2 separate regions of the Sus scrofa genome follow, and region 1 is linked to region 2. Evidence: chromatin contacts called from public HiChIP or PLAC-seq data. All regions are on one chromosome and are shown on one strand. The core of a region is the stretch at or near the end of the contact, and the rest is flanking DNA. Distances in the headings are between cores, read along the strand shown. Region 1 overlaps HCK (tyrosine-protein kinase HCK). Region 2 overlaps BCL2L1 (BCL2 like 1).

Evidence for each region. HiChIP or PLAC-seq counts read pairs in DNA pulled down with a chosen protein or histone mark.
Region 1: an H3K27ac HiChIP or PLAC-seq map of alveolar macrophages shows a contact between it and region 2. The contact joins two enhancer-like sites. A contact is called at or near these places in 1 of 47 Hi-C or Micro-C datasets (epiblast stem cells) and 1 of 2 datasets of contacts at active chromatin or transcription factors (alveolar macrophages).

Annotation. Positions count from the first base shown.
Region 1 is chr17:35,740,195-35,746,377 of Sscrofa11.1, forward strand. It overlaps HCK (tyrosine-protein kinase HCK), which reads left to right. Exons shown (of 13, transcript XM_021078145.1): 10 at 320-396. Among named protein-coding and RNA genes, the nearest start is that of TM9SF4, 22 kb to the right of the region's middle. Within about 2 kb of position 4,032, at least 6 of the 83 cell types and tissues checked have an H3K27ac peak or open chromatin away from gene starts, as enhancers often do. A contact at or near this core is called in alveolar macrophages, where this site is marked.
Region 2 is chr17:35,379,801-35,385,826 of Sscrofa11.1, forward strand. All of the region lies in intron 1 of BCL2L1 (BCL2 like 1), which reads right to left. LOC106506650 (a long non-coding RNA gene) reads left to right here. Exons shown (of 3, transcript XR_001302085.2): 3 at 1,419-1,817. Among named protein-coding and RNA genes, the nearest start is that of BCL2L1, 31 kb to the right of the region's middle. Within about 2 kb of position 2,206, at least 38 of the 83 cell types and tissues checked have an H3K27ac peak or open chromatin away from gene starts, as enhancers often do. A contact at or near this core is called in alveolar macrophages, where this site is marked.

The DNA of each region.
Region 1 (6,183 bases), core at 2,782-5,281, 360 kb after region 2:
TGGATTCTTAACTCACTGTACCACAGCAGGAACTCCTCACATGATCTCCATTTGGAGTGATTTGAAATCTCTAAGTTTTTATCATTTATTTGCCAGCCTTATAAAACCATGGCCCCCAGTCATCCAGGCTCAGAAAGGTATCTGGGACAAAGAACCAGTCTAGCAATCACAAAGTCATTTTTTAAATGCTGAAATTCTATTTCTCAAACACTAGGAGTGGTAAAAAAATATTTTCACTTAAATCTATCACTGTGAATAATCTTAACCACACACTAAAGTCATGAGACTAGTAAATGTTGCTTCCCTCTCCCCCACACAGGCAGCCTGCTTGACTTCCTGAAAAGTGAAGAAGGCAGCAAGCAGCCTTTGCAAAAACTCATCGACTTCTCGGCCCAGGTGAGAATCTAATGGGGAAGATGGAGGAGGAGGACAGGAATCCAACTATTTATTCAACAAGTATAGTATTGATCACATACTATAATAATGACAACAAGAGCTAACATTTATTGAGTTCTCAGGATAAAAGTATCCTGTTTAGGAGTTCTTACCATGGTTCAGTGGGTTAAGAATCCAGTTGCAGTGGCTCGGGTCGCTGCAGAGACACAAGTTCAATCCCCGGCCCGGCACAGTGGGTTAAAGTATCCAGTGGTACCCCAGCTGCTGGCATAGGTGTGGCTCAGATTCAGTCCCTGGCCTGGGAACTTCCACGTGCTGTGAGTGTGGCCATGAAAAAAAAAGAAAACAAAGTATCCTTTCTCTATGTGGCTTCTATGTACTAATTCACGTGTCTTCACATCAACCTTCTAGGGTGAGATTTTTGTTATCCATCCATTTGTAAGCAACCTCTTCAAAGCTCAGTAGCTTGAAACAGCAACTTATTATTTCCCATGATTCTGTGGGGTTGACTGGGGTTGGCTGAGTGGTTTTTTGGCTCCACATGGTGAAATGGAGGTCTCTCTTGTGGATGCAGTCTGCTGAGAGCTTGCCTGGGGCTACAATGTCCAAGGGGGTGGCTCATCTTCTGGGTCTCTCTCCAACGGCCCCACATCCCTCAATAGTGCAACCAGAGCTCCTCTACTTCATGGTGGCGAGGGTCCAACAGGGAGTCTTGCAAGGGACCTCGCCATAATGAGCAAGCGCCTATGAAGCCTCCGCTTGCATCGTGCTTGCTAATATCCCCTTGGCCAAAGCAAGTCTCATGGCCCAGACCAGAGTCAGCATAGGAGGGACTGCACAAGGGCATGAAGCCCAGAGGCATGGTTCACTGGGAGCACTGATGTAACAGTCTGGCCACAGGTAGGTAACTGTCATCCCATTTTACAGAATAGGAGATTGAGGCATAGAGAGAAAGTGAAGTACAGATGAGGAAACTGAGGCCCAGCGCAATGAATTTAGCTTGCCTAAATGACTGTGTTACTTTGGGGAGTTCCCACTGTGGCTCAGCAGGTTATGAACCAAACTAGGATCCATGAGGACGCAGGTTTGATCCCTGGCCCCACTCAGTGGGTTAAGGGTCCGGTGTTGCCATGAGCTGTGGTGTCGGTCGCAGATGTGGCTTGAATCCCATGTTGCTGTGGCTGTGGCGTAGGCAGGCAGCTGCAGCTTCCATTCAACCTCTAGCCTGGGAACCTCCATATCCCACAGGTGCAACCCTAAAAAGCAAAAAATATACATATAAATAAATAAATAAATTACTGTGTTACTTTGGGGGTACAGCAGTGAACAAAATGGAAAGTATCGCTGTTCTCTTAGGGTTGACAGTTATTAAACAACTGAGTCTCTTAGAGAGCCATGACCAAAGTGGTCCATGCTCACTGTCAAAAGAATGCTGTACCCAGCAAAATTAATAATGTATACAGATCACAGAAACGCTTCTTAAAACCCCATTTTCTTTCTCATCTTCCCGTCGCTCTCTGCAGCTCTTCTCACCCCCAGCCTGAGTGCTTCTCACTTCTCTCCTCTCTGACTCTTTGTGATCTGTGGGAAAACAGGGGAAGAAAGGGTGCTATGGCAGTACACGGCTGGAGTCGTCAGCCTGGTTCAGGAGAAATCCATGAAAGCTTCCCAGAGGAAGCCGTCTCGAGGCTGAGCCCTAAAGGATGAGTACAAGTTAGGCAGCTGAAAAGGAGAGGGAAGAGTAGTCTGGGCAGAAGAAACAGCCTGTATCAAAGCCCAAAGGGCAAACTAAGAACTCGGCCTGGTCAGTTGGGGCCTGGACTTGGCAAAAATGAAGAGGGCATGTCTTGCAGCCTGGAAGATGCTAAGGGGGATGGGCGCCTGGGCCTAGGGTTGGGCAGTCTGGAGATGACTAAGGCAGAGCTCATTTGGGTATGCAAATCCTGGGGAGGGACGGGGCAGGGGTATAATAAAAAGGCTTTACCTTCAAGCCTAGAATGCCAGGGGCATATGGAAATCAAGGCCTGGCATCTTCCTGTCACTGGGCCCTCTGGGGGAACAATAGTCTGGCCTGTTGCTAAACTATGATTGTCTAACTGGCAGAAACCTTGCTGGGTGTAAGGTCACTGGCTGGGGCAAGGGCCACTCTCCACATTACATAGACAGGAAAAGAGAAACCACAGGAGGGCAAGAGGTTCCAGGCCCTTGTGCATCCAGGAGCAAAGGTAGACTCAGAGCCCGGGGGCAGGAAGGAAGACCTGGGGGCCTGGTCTTCACCTCCAGTCCCAGAGAGGCTGTACAGCCTCAGATCCACAACGGGTCTCAGCCCCTTTATTTGTCAAATCAGGGAACTGGACATCTCCATGGGTCTCTAGTTTGCAAGCTTTTTTTCCTTTTTTTTTTTTAAACCATAACTTTATTGGTCAAATGAGTCATATAGAGCAGCCAAAAACTTAAAATAGGTCAAAACAGAGCTGCTCTGGTTGAAGGAGGTGGCCTTTTTTTTTTGTCCCCCAATCCTCAAAGTGACTTTGAGGTTATCAGCTGGATTCAGTGTGAAGAGCCCTGAGCTGGAATATCTCTACAGGCCCTTCCAGCTGATTCTGTGCTTCTCCCCTAATGCTCTCAGAAGCAAATCCACATCCCAATGCCTGACATCATGGCAGCCCACTTGGTGGTCATGAAATCCTACCACCTCATCGGCCGCCAGTGCTTAGACCAGCCCTGAACCCAATAAACCTATCTGCTGTTCATGTAGTTGACAAACCCTTGAGAAGCAACACTCGACGTACAGGGGCTTAGGAATCACATAGAGTTTTGCTACTGACCCCAGCTCTGCCTGGGTAGCTTTGAGCAAACTGCTTAACCTCTCTGAGCACCACTTCCCGCAATCATTTTGGCCACTGACGTGAATACTTATGTATCAGACTCTGTTCTACGCCCCTGATGTAAACTTAAGAGTACTAATCCTCACGTGACCCCATGGAAGAAGGTTCTGTTGTCCCCATTTTACAGAGAAGAAAAGTGAGGCACAGAGGGGTGAAGTAGCTTGCTCGAGACCACAGGGATGTGGGCTCAAATTGAGCTGGTCCAACCCAGAGTCACCTAGGCCTTATGGTCTGCTGTCTCCTGAGTGGGGTTAGTCCCACCCGTCCCACGGAGCTCATGGGCTCATGCGTGTCTGCCCCTGGGTACTGAAAAAATGGTACCCAGCATTAGTGCCTGCTCTGTGCCAAAAATTCAGGTAGAGTAATGGAGAAGCACACAGACCCTGAGCAGGGCTGTCAGATTTCCAGTCCTTGGGCCAGCGAGTTATTTTTCTGGGGTTCAGTTTTTTTGTGCTGGCATCAGTAGGACATCCCCCAAAACGGAGAACAAATCCTATTTAAGTATCATCTTAGGAGTAATGAAAAAGCTACAACGTCTGCCATTTATGCGATAGACATTGTTCTTCTAACTGTTCTTCTAAGAACTCCTTGTAAATTTTCCCCGCCCTCTAGGCCAAGACTCCATCCCATCCCACCCAAATCAGAATCAGAAAGTCACTGTTTTGTTGGAAAAGCTGGAGCCTCAGACCTCAGTGCCAGTGGCCACAGGTGCCCCCTGCTGGCCACTTTCCACAAGTGCACCATCCACTCGCCTCAACCCTTGAAGAGGCTGGTGCCTTGGTTTTGTCTGGCTGGTCACCCCACCTCCCCAGATAATCTCACCAGATTGTATACAGCTGCAGTTCTCCAGAGCTCTGGAGTTTGGGGTAATTAGAGGCAGCATGGGGCACTGGGAGTGGAAACCCACAGACTGGTTTGAGTCAGAATTTCCCTGGTGGTAAAAAAAAAAAAAAAAAAAAAGAATTTCCCTGGCAGTGTGATCTGAAAAAGGCATCCCCCCTCTGTACAAGAGAGATAGTGATAATGCCTGGCTCGAGCTCAAGGACATGGAAGGCCAGTTTATGAACTATAAATGCTTTTTTCCAAGTTTCCGAAGGTTAATCATAAACCTCTTTATGAGAGTTAAGGCACAAACCCTTAGAAGTGAAAAACATCTCTAAGGAAAAATCCCCCATCTTTGTGTCAGGTTTCCCGGGACCCACTGTGAATAAGAATCCTCCACACAGTCTATTAGTCACTCAGCAGCCATGATGACATTAAAATACACATCAACCATGGCACTCTCCTGCTCTAAGCCTCCTATCTTCCCTTCAGGCTCAGAATGCAAACTAACTTCTTTTCTAGTACAAACTACAGCAGCACCCTCTCCAGCTCAACTCCCCCCACTTTCCCTGTGGCATCTTCTGCTCAGCCGCCCATCCCATGAATCCCCAAGCTCATTCCTAGACTCTGGGCCTTTGCACATGACACTGTCTCTGCCAGGAATGCTCTTAATTTGCCACATTTATTATCATCACTCAGATCTTTGCCCAAAATTCACCTCCACAAAACAGCCTTCCCTGACCACCCAATCCAAAACAGCCCTCTACACTTCCTGTCCTGGTACTGGCTTTATCCTTTCTTTATGGTACTTATTACCACCTGCAGGGACTTTGCCTGGCTCCCCACCTGTACAAGTAATGCCTCGTACCCACGAGACACTCAGAAGGTATTTACTGAGCGACTAAATGAATTTTCCTTATCCCACCTTGAGGATGAGGGAGGCACAAGAGATATTGCAGACATATAGCACAGAGAACTCCACCCAGTATTCTGTGATAATCTCTGTGGGAAAAGAATCTGAGAGAGAATGGATATGTGTTTATGACTGGGTCACTTTGGTTTTTGTTTTTTTTTAAGAGCTGTACCTGCAGCATATGGAAGTTCCCAGGCTAGGGGTCAAATTGGAGCAGCAGCTGCCAGCCTACACCACAGCCACAGCAATGAAGGATCTGAGCCACGTCTGCAACCTACACCACAGCTCACGGCAACGCCAGACCCTTAACCCAATGAGCAAGGCCAGGGATCGAACCCATATCCTCATGGTCACTAGTCGGGTTCATTACTGCTGAGCCACAATGGGAACTCCTGAGTCACTTTGTATAATTCTGTACAATTTCTGTACAGCAGAAATTGTCACAACCTTGTAAATTAACTATACTTCACTAAAACTTAAAAAAAAAAAAACCCACCCAATACCCACTCCCTCAAAAAAAAAAAAAAGAGAGAGATGCAACAGAATATGATGTGAGCCTAGGTTGTTTCCGGAAAGGGAGATAGGGATGAAAGCCCGTGTGTGTGTGTGTGTGTGTGTGTGTGTGTGTGTGTGTGTGTGTGTGCGCGCACGCATACAGTTCCTAGAAAAATAATGTTTTTTGGAGTTCCCATCATGGCGCAGTGGTTAACAAATCCAACTAGGAACCATGAGGTTGCGGGTTCGATCCCTGGCCTTGCTCAGTGGGTTAAGGATCCGGCGGTGCGGTGAGCTGTGGTGTAGGTCACAGATACAGCTTGGATCCCGTGTTGCTGTGGCTCTGGCGTAGGCTGGTGGCTATAGCTCCGATTAGACCCCTAGCCTGGGAACCTCCATATGCCACGGGAGCGGCCCTAGAAAAGACCAAAAATAAATAAATAAGTAAATAAAATTAAAAAATAATGCTTTTTCCTCCTCCAAGTGTTCTCTTGAAGTCTTGGAACTCTAGAGAAAAGCCCCAAACTGACCCAGGCCCTGAAGATCCCCTCCACCTGGCTAGGTAGACAGAGAAATGTCCATCTGAGCCCGGGACCCTCCCACAAAAAAGGGGGGTGGGAGCTGGTGCATGTACTTTCCAGCCGTCTCACACTGGGACACTCTTCTGCT
Region 2 (6,026 bases), core at 956-3,455:
GACTGGCTGGTGGGAAGGGAAGTGGCCAATTTTTTCTCTCTTCATCCCCATCCTCACTGCCTGGCAAAACTAGGAGGAAACCCTAAGACACTAGGTGATTAGGCAGGGTAGCAAGGACTTCCCAGGACATCAAGCTCTCCTAGGCTCATGAGAAAGTTCTGGAAAGGCATCTTTTGCATTGTGTTGAGGCTACAGGCCAGACAGACCATGGTAGGAATATACAAGGATCAGGACCTTGGTCTCTGGAGCCAACTCTGCCAACCCTAAAACTCTGTCTCCTTCTGGAGTCTATGCCTCCAAGCACTCCACGGTCCAAGGCAGCCACTCCCTCCTCCTTCCCATCCAAAGCTGCCCCCACTCCTGGACTGGTGCTGATCAATGCTGCCTGCTGTGACGAGAAGGGCAATGAACTGAGCATCAGCAGGATTTCGTGTCCCAGCTCTGTCACTGGCTTGCTTGGGGTGAGTCCATCCTGCTGTCTAGCATGCTGGGGAAGTCTGGGACTTTCCTCATCTGTAAAATGAAGATCATCTCAAAGGGCTCTTACTAGTGCTACAATGTGAGGAGGATGAAAATAACTCATACGCGGGGAGTTCCCGTTGTGGCGCAGTGGTTAACGAATCCGACTAGGAACCATGAGGTTGGAGATTCCATCCCTGGCCTTGCTCAGTGGGTTAAGGATCCAGTGTTGCGGTGAGCTGTGGCGTAGGCTGCAGATGCTGCTCGGATCCCGCACTGCTGTGGCTCTGGTGTAGGCTGGTGGCTACAGCTCCGATTCGACCCCTAGCCTGGGAACCTCCATATGCCTCGGGAGCGGTTCAAGGAAAGGCAAAAAGACAAAAACAAACAAACAAACAAACAAAAAAAACCACCAAAAAACCAAAAAACTCACATGCGGGCAGATGAGTGACTACCTGCATTCTCTCAGGGGATCCAAAAGATCTGTAATTTAGTGTGGAAGGCAAGAGGCAGCATTCTTGAGTAGAAGAACTTGTTGCCTCCACTGCAAAGCCTGCTGAGCCTTGCCCTCAAACCAGCAGATTCCAAAAGAAAAGGGCATGGGGCTTGTCTGTGACCAGGGCTAGCTCCTCAGAGGGTCAGACCTGCAGGGCTCTGTCCTAGTGGCCTCAACCCCTCACCCCAGCACTGCCTCCAACTAGTCCAGACAAGTCCCGGGTATTTTCAGCCACCTTTATCTGATCGGAAATGTTTGGAATTCCACAGCAGAAGGCAACAGCTCTGGAGGATTTGGGGATGGGAAGAAATCGCTGCAACCCCCACCTCCCTCATATGAATGTGCGCGCACGCGTGTGCGCGCACACACACACACACACACACACACACACACCCTTGTAACCAAAATCTCAAGAGCTGCAGGCTTCCTCATGCTGCATTTCCTACATTCTGGTTCCTTCCAGTCTTCCCCGTGTTTTATCTCCACCCGAATCCACTGGCCCTCTCAAGGTGTAGAACAGCAAGATGCTGAGAGGGTGTCGGGAGAGCCTGAGTCTGCAGCCGATGACTCCGAGGGAGGGGCTGTTCACAGTCAGCGTCCACACACCAATAAACTGCAGAAGACGACCACCGCCCTCACCAGCAGGAGGCCGAGAAGCGACGCACCATCCCACCCGAGGTGGCATGACCTGTGGTTCACAGCAATGTCTAGTTCAACCCCCACCCTAAAAAAGACCCTAGGAGGTGAAGGGACTCCCCCACAAGACCTCCTGACCCCTGGAGTCTGCCAGTGCGGACTCCGACCCAGCTCTGTGACTGCCTACTTGTGGGACCTGGGACAAGACCCTTTATCTCACCAAGCCCAGAGGCCTGTCTATAAAGTGAGAACGCTGTCCTTATACCACAGGCTTAGCAGCAAGAGTGAAATGGTCCATAGAGAGTGCACAATACACGCGAACTGTCATTATTTTTCTATAGCTAAAAATGAATGGCCCCACTGTCCTTCCCATGTTGTATTCTTATTATTTATAGCTGCAAACAAACAAAAAACCCCAGCTCATACTGATTTAGCCCCTGCTTGAATTCTCAACATCTTGCAAGTAGGTGTTGTCCCCACTTTACCAACAAGGAAATGAAGACTCCGAGAGGGGAGGAGACTCTGCCTGAGATCTCTGGTTACCGAGTGAGGGTGTCTGACTCCACAGCACGTTCACTCTGCCAGCGCAACAGGACAGATGCAGAAGGACGTGACTAAGCTCTTCCTTCCTTCCCCTTTCACCCACCCACTGCCCACTACTTACTGAGGATCTTGGGCCCTGGATCAGAGAGGACTTTGAGGACAGGGCTGAGGCATGTCCCTTGGCTCCTTGGGTGCCTCAGGGGTAGGAAGGAGAGGGGTATGCGGATGGCGGCTCTGTGCCTCCCCTTTGCTCCCCAAACCCAGCCTCTGCAAGGCCAGTCCTTGCAGAAGAGTTCCTCCAACTGGTCATTATCTTGGAAACAAAAGTGATGCCAAGTAGCTTTGGCGGAGCGGTCAGCTGACTTTTCTAAGACAGACCATGACCCTTTTGTGGGCTGACCTGTGAGGTTGTAGGAGGACTCTCTGCTTAGTGCTGGACACTCATTCGTTCCATAAATCTTTATTAAGAGCCCACTAAATGCCAGGCATCATGTTAAGTGCTAGGGAATAAAGCAGTGATTAAGTTAGACAAAAAGTCCTACCTGCATGAGTTTATCATTTAACAGGAAGAGATAGGCAACAAACAAATGTGTCAGACGGTGATAAGTGCTAAAAAGAAAACTAAATGAGAGAAAGGGGTTAGAGAGAAATATGGAAGAGGGCAGAATTAGAACCCGTGGTCAGGGAAAGCTCCTTCAGGAGGTAACATCTGATCAGAGAGAACCCTGAATGAAGGGAGGGAACAGGCACTGCAAGGGTCTGAGGAAAGGCAGAGGGAATAAGTGCCAGGCCCTGGGGCAGGTGCAACTCGGGGTACTCCAGGAACAGGAAAGATGCCAGTGTGGCTGAAGCTGAGTGAGTCAGGGGAGAATGATGGGCTCTGGCAGTGGCCAAGGGCCAGGCTGTGCAGGGCCTTGAAGGCCATTTAAAGACATGGGAGCACCTTGGGGTTTTGAGCAGGGGAGGGACATGATCTGACTTTGATTTTAATCGAGTCCTGGCTGCTGGGTGAAGACCTCCGGGGCAAGGGTGGAAGTGAGAGGTGGTGGGGAGCTGACGCAGCCATCCAGGAGAAATATGAGGGTGGCTTATCCACGATGGTGCCCAGCAGGCTGGAGAGGAGTCAGATTCAGATTTTATTTTTAAAAGTAGAGCTGAAGGGATTTGCTAATGGATTGGATGTGGACTGTGGGAGTTGTTTGCTTCTCTGACCCTATTTCTCATCTACAAAAGGCAGGAGAAGAGGCCTTTGAGGATTTTTTTCCAGGTTGATAACTACGGGGACACTGTTGGGATGAAGAAAGAGACAAAACCATTTCTGCTGTCATGCAGGCAAAGCCATTTGCTCACCTGACCTCCAGGCATGTGCAGGATCACAGAGGAGCAGCCAGGCCCATGGTGGGCAAGAGGACAGCTCAATTTCTACTGGGAGGCAAGGGGCATTAGAGCTGCACCATATGTGTCCAGGCCTGCCAGGCAGAAAGTGCTTAGTGAATGAGTGAGTGAGCCAATGCCACGAGGCCAGGATGCATTCAAGAACTTTCCAAGTCCTTCCAAATTACCTAGAGGTAAGCCTGCCCCAAGGGACTCCTCTCTTGTCATTCCTTCTGCATCCCTTACACTCTAGGCTGAGTCAAGTTCCCCTTCTTCATGAATGGGAGACTCTGAGGTCTCAAATCACTAAAGCAGACTTTTAGAGCTGGAAGAAGCACGGATACATCTGATGCACTCTATCCACAATTTCAGCCACCACTGGTTTGACCTCACTGGTCATTATTATCAACATTTCCCTATCAAGTGACCCATTTCTTAAAAACATAAATATATTGAAAATTCTAAACCCACCCCCTACCCTGTTCTTTCTCCATCTTTCCCCCTTTGAGTGAATGGTAGTAGCTTCATCCCTCCAGCTATGGAAGCCTGGAACGCCCTGGAGTAATCCTTCAGTCCTCTCTAGCTCCAATCTGTCAGCATGTTCCTCTGGATCAATATCCAAAATTTATCCAGAATCTCACCACATCTCATCACCCCGACCATCCAAGCCAACATCATCTTCTGCCTGTATTGTTATAACAACCTCCCAGCTTCTTACTCCCCTCTCTGGTCTCTCACTACAAAAAAACCAGAAGGGTCCTTCTAAAAGCAGACAGATTCTGTCCAGTCAAAACACTCCATCCACTGCATTCCCATCTCACCCAGAGGAGCTATAGTGTCTCACCATGGCTGAGACATGTTCTTCATCTTGGACCATTTTCCCCTCTGCTCATTCTATTCTAGCCACACTCATCTCCGCCCTTCCTCAAACACGCCAAGCACATCCTTCTCACCCTGGGGCCCCTGTACTTGTTCCCTCTGTCTGGAAAGTTCTTACTACAGAGTGTTACACGGTTTTCTCTCTCAGGTCATGCAGATGTCTGCTCACCCATGACCCCTCCTCAGATAAGCCTTTCCCAATTACTCTTGATTAAAATAAACCCCCAAAGTTACCTATCCACCCTTCATCCTCATCATTCGCTGTCTTAGAGAATGTAAGCTTCATGCAGGCAAATATCGCCAGTAGCTAGAATGGTGCCCGGCAGAACAGTCGCTCAGTAAGTAATTGCTAAATGAATTAATGGAATGAAAAAGCAACTAATATTATTACTACTATAAAAAGAAAACCAGTATCATTTGCCAGAGATGGAAATCAATGTAAAATAAAAACATTGGTTACTAAAATTTAAAAGTGTTTATTTGTATGTCACCTATAAGTTACCTCGAAGACCAATGGGACATAGACTGCTCTTGGTCCCACATCTTTACAAAGGAGATACATGTGACCTAGGGCAGGAGAAAGCTCAGGCCAAAATCAGCCAGTCAATTAGAGGCCAGTCCAGAGCAGCCACACAAGTGGCCCCTCCCAGCCTTGGAACCACCACCCTGCCCCCTCAGAGTGCAGACAAAGAGACCGAATCTTGGGACAGGTACAGCAAGGTTGGACCAACAGAGCCTGTCTGAGGCGCCAAGAAAGCCTTCCCCTTGGCCAGGCACAGAACTGGCAGCTCTGCTGAAGAGAACAAAGGCCAAAGAAGAGTGTGCTAGGCTAGAGGAGCCTCGTGGGGCTGCATCGTGGGGGACAGGCACGCACAAACCTGTAGGTGAGGTCCGTGGAGACCAGACAGCTGAGAGCAGAAATGAAAACAGGCTAGGTCCCAAAGGGTGGCAGTTTCAATCCCGTAAACACCAGACAGGCGTGAGAGTTCAGGTGCAGGCCTGGGGCCCATCTGAGCCCAGGGGGAAGGTAGGACCTTCCCGGTCTGCTCTGTCAGTGATGAAGTCGCTAGGCTGAGTTGGCTGAGCAGAGCCACTGCCAACCCTGCTACTAGCCACACAGCATCAGACATTAAGGGAGAACAAGACAGAGCCAACCTCCTTGTCCCCACATCCCAGATGGTCTCTTCCGGCACTCTCCTAAGTCCCAGCTAGCTTGGCCTACATGGACCCTGGAGGATTTGATCCCCGTTTGGAGGGGAACACCCTTTTCCCAGCCCCACAGGGTGTAGCAAACATGGCTGCAGGTGCAAGGGTAAAGCTAGAGCTGTTATAACTGCCAGGCCAGCAATGCCTGACCCACATCTCCATGGTTGGCCGCATACAAAGAAAAATACCAGGGATTTCCGTTGGTGTTCACCAGATGCAGCTGTCAGGGGAAAGCTGGGCCTACTGTGAGTAGGGCAGGACAAGGGGGGAGCTGGCTGGGACAGGCTAGGGGGCTGGCCTCTAAATTATTTCCTCACTTTGAGGACCTCCCTAGATTTCAGAGGCTATCAAATTTTTACCTTTTTTTCTACCAAAGTCTTCCCATGAAGCTTCCTCCCACCCCTTCCAGTATATCATCCTTACTAAGAATTGA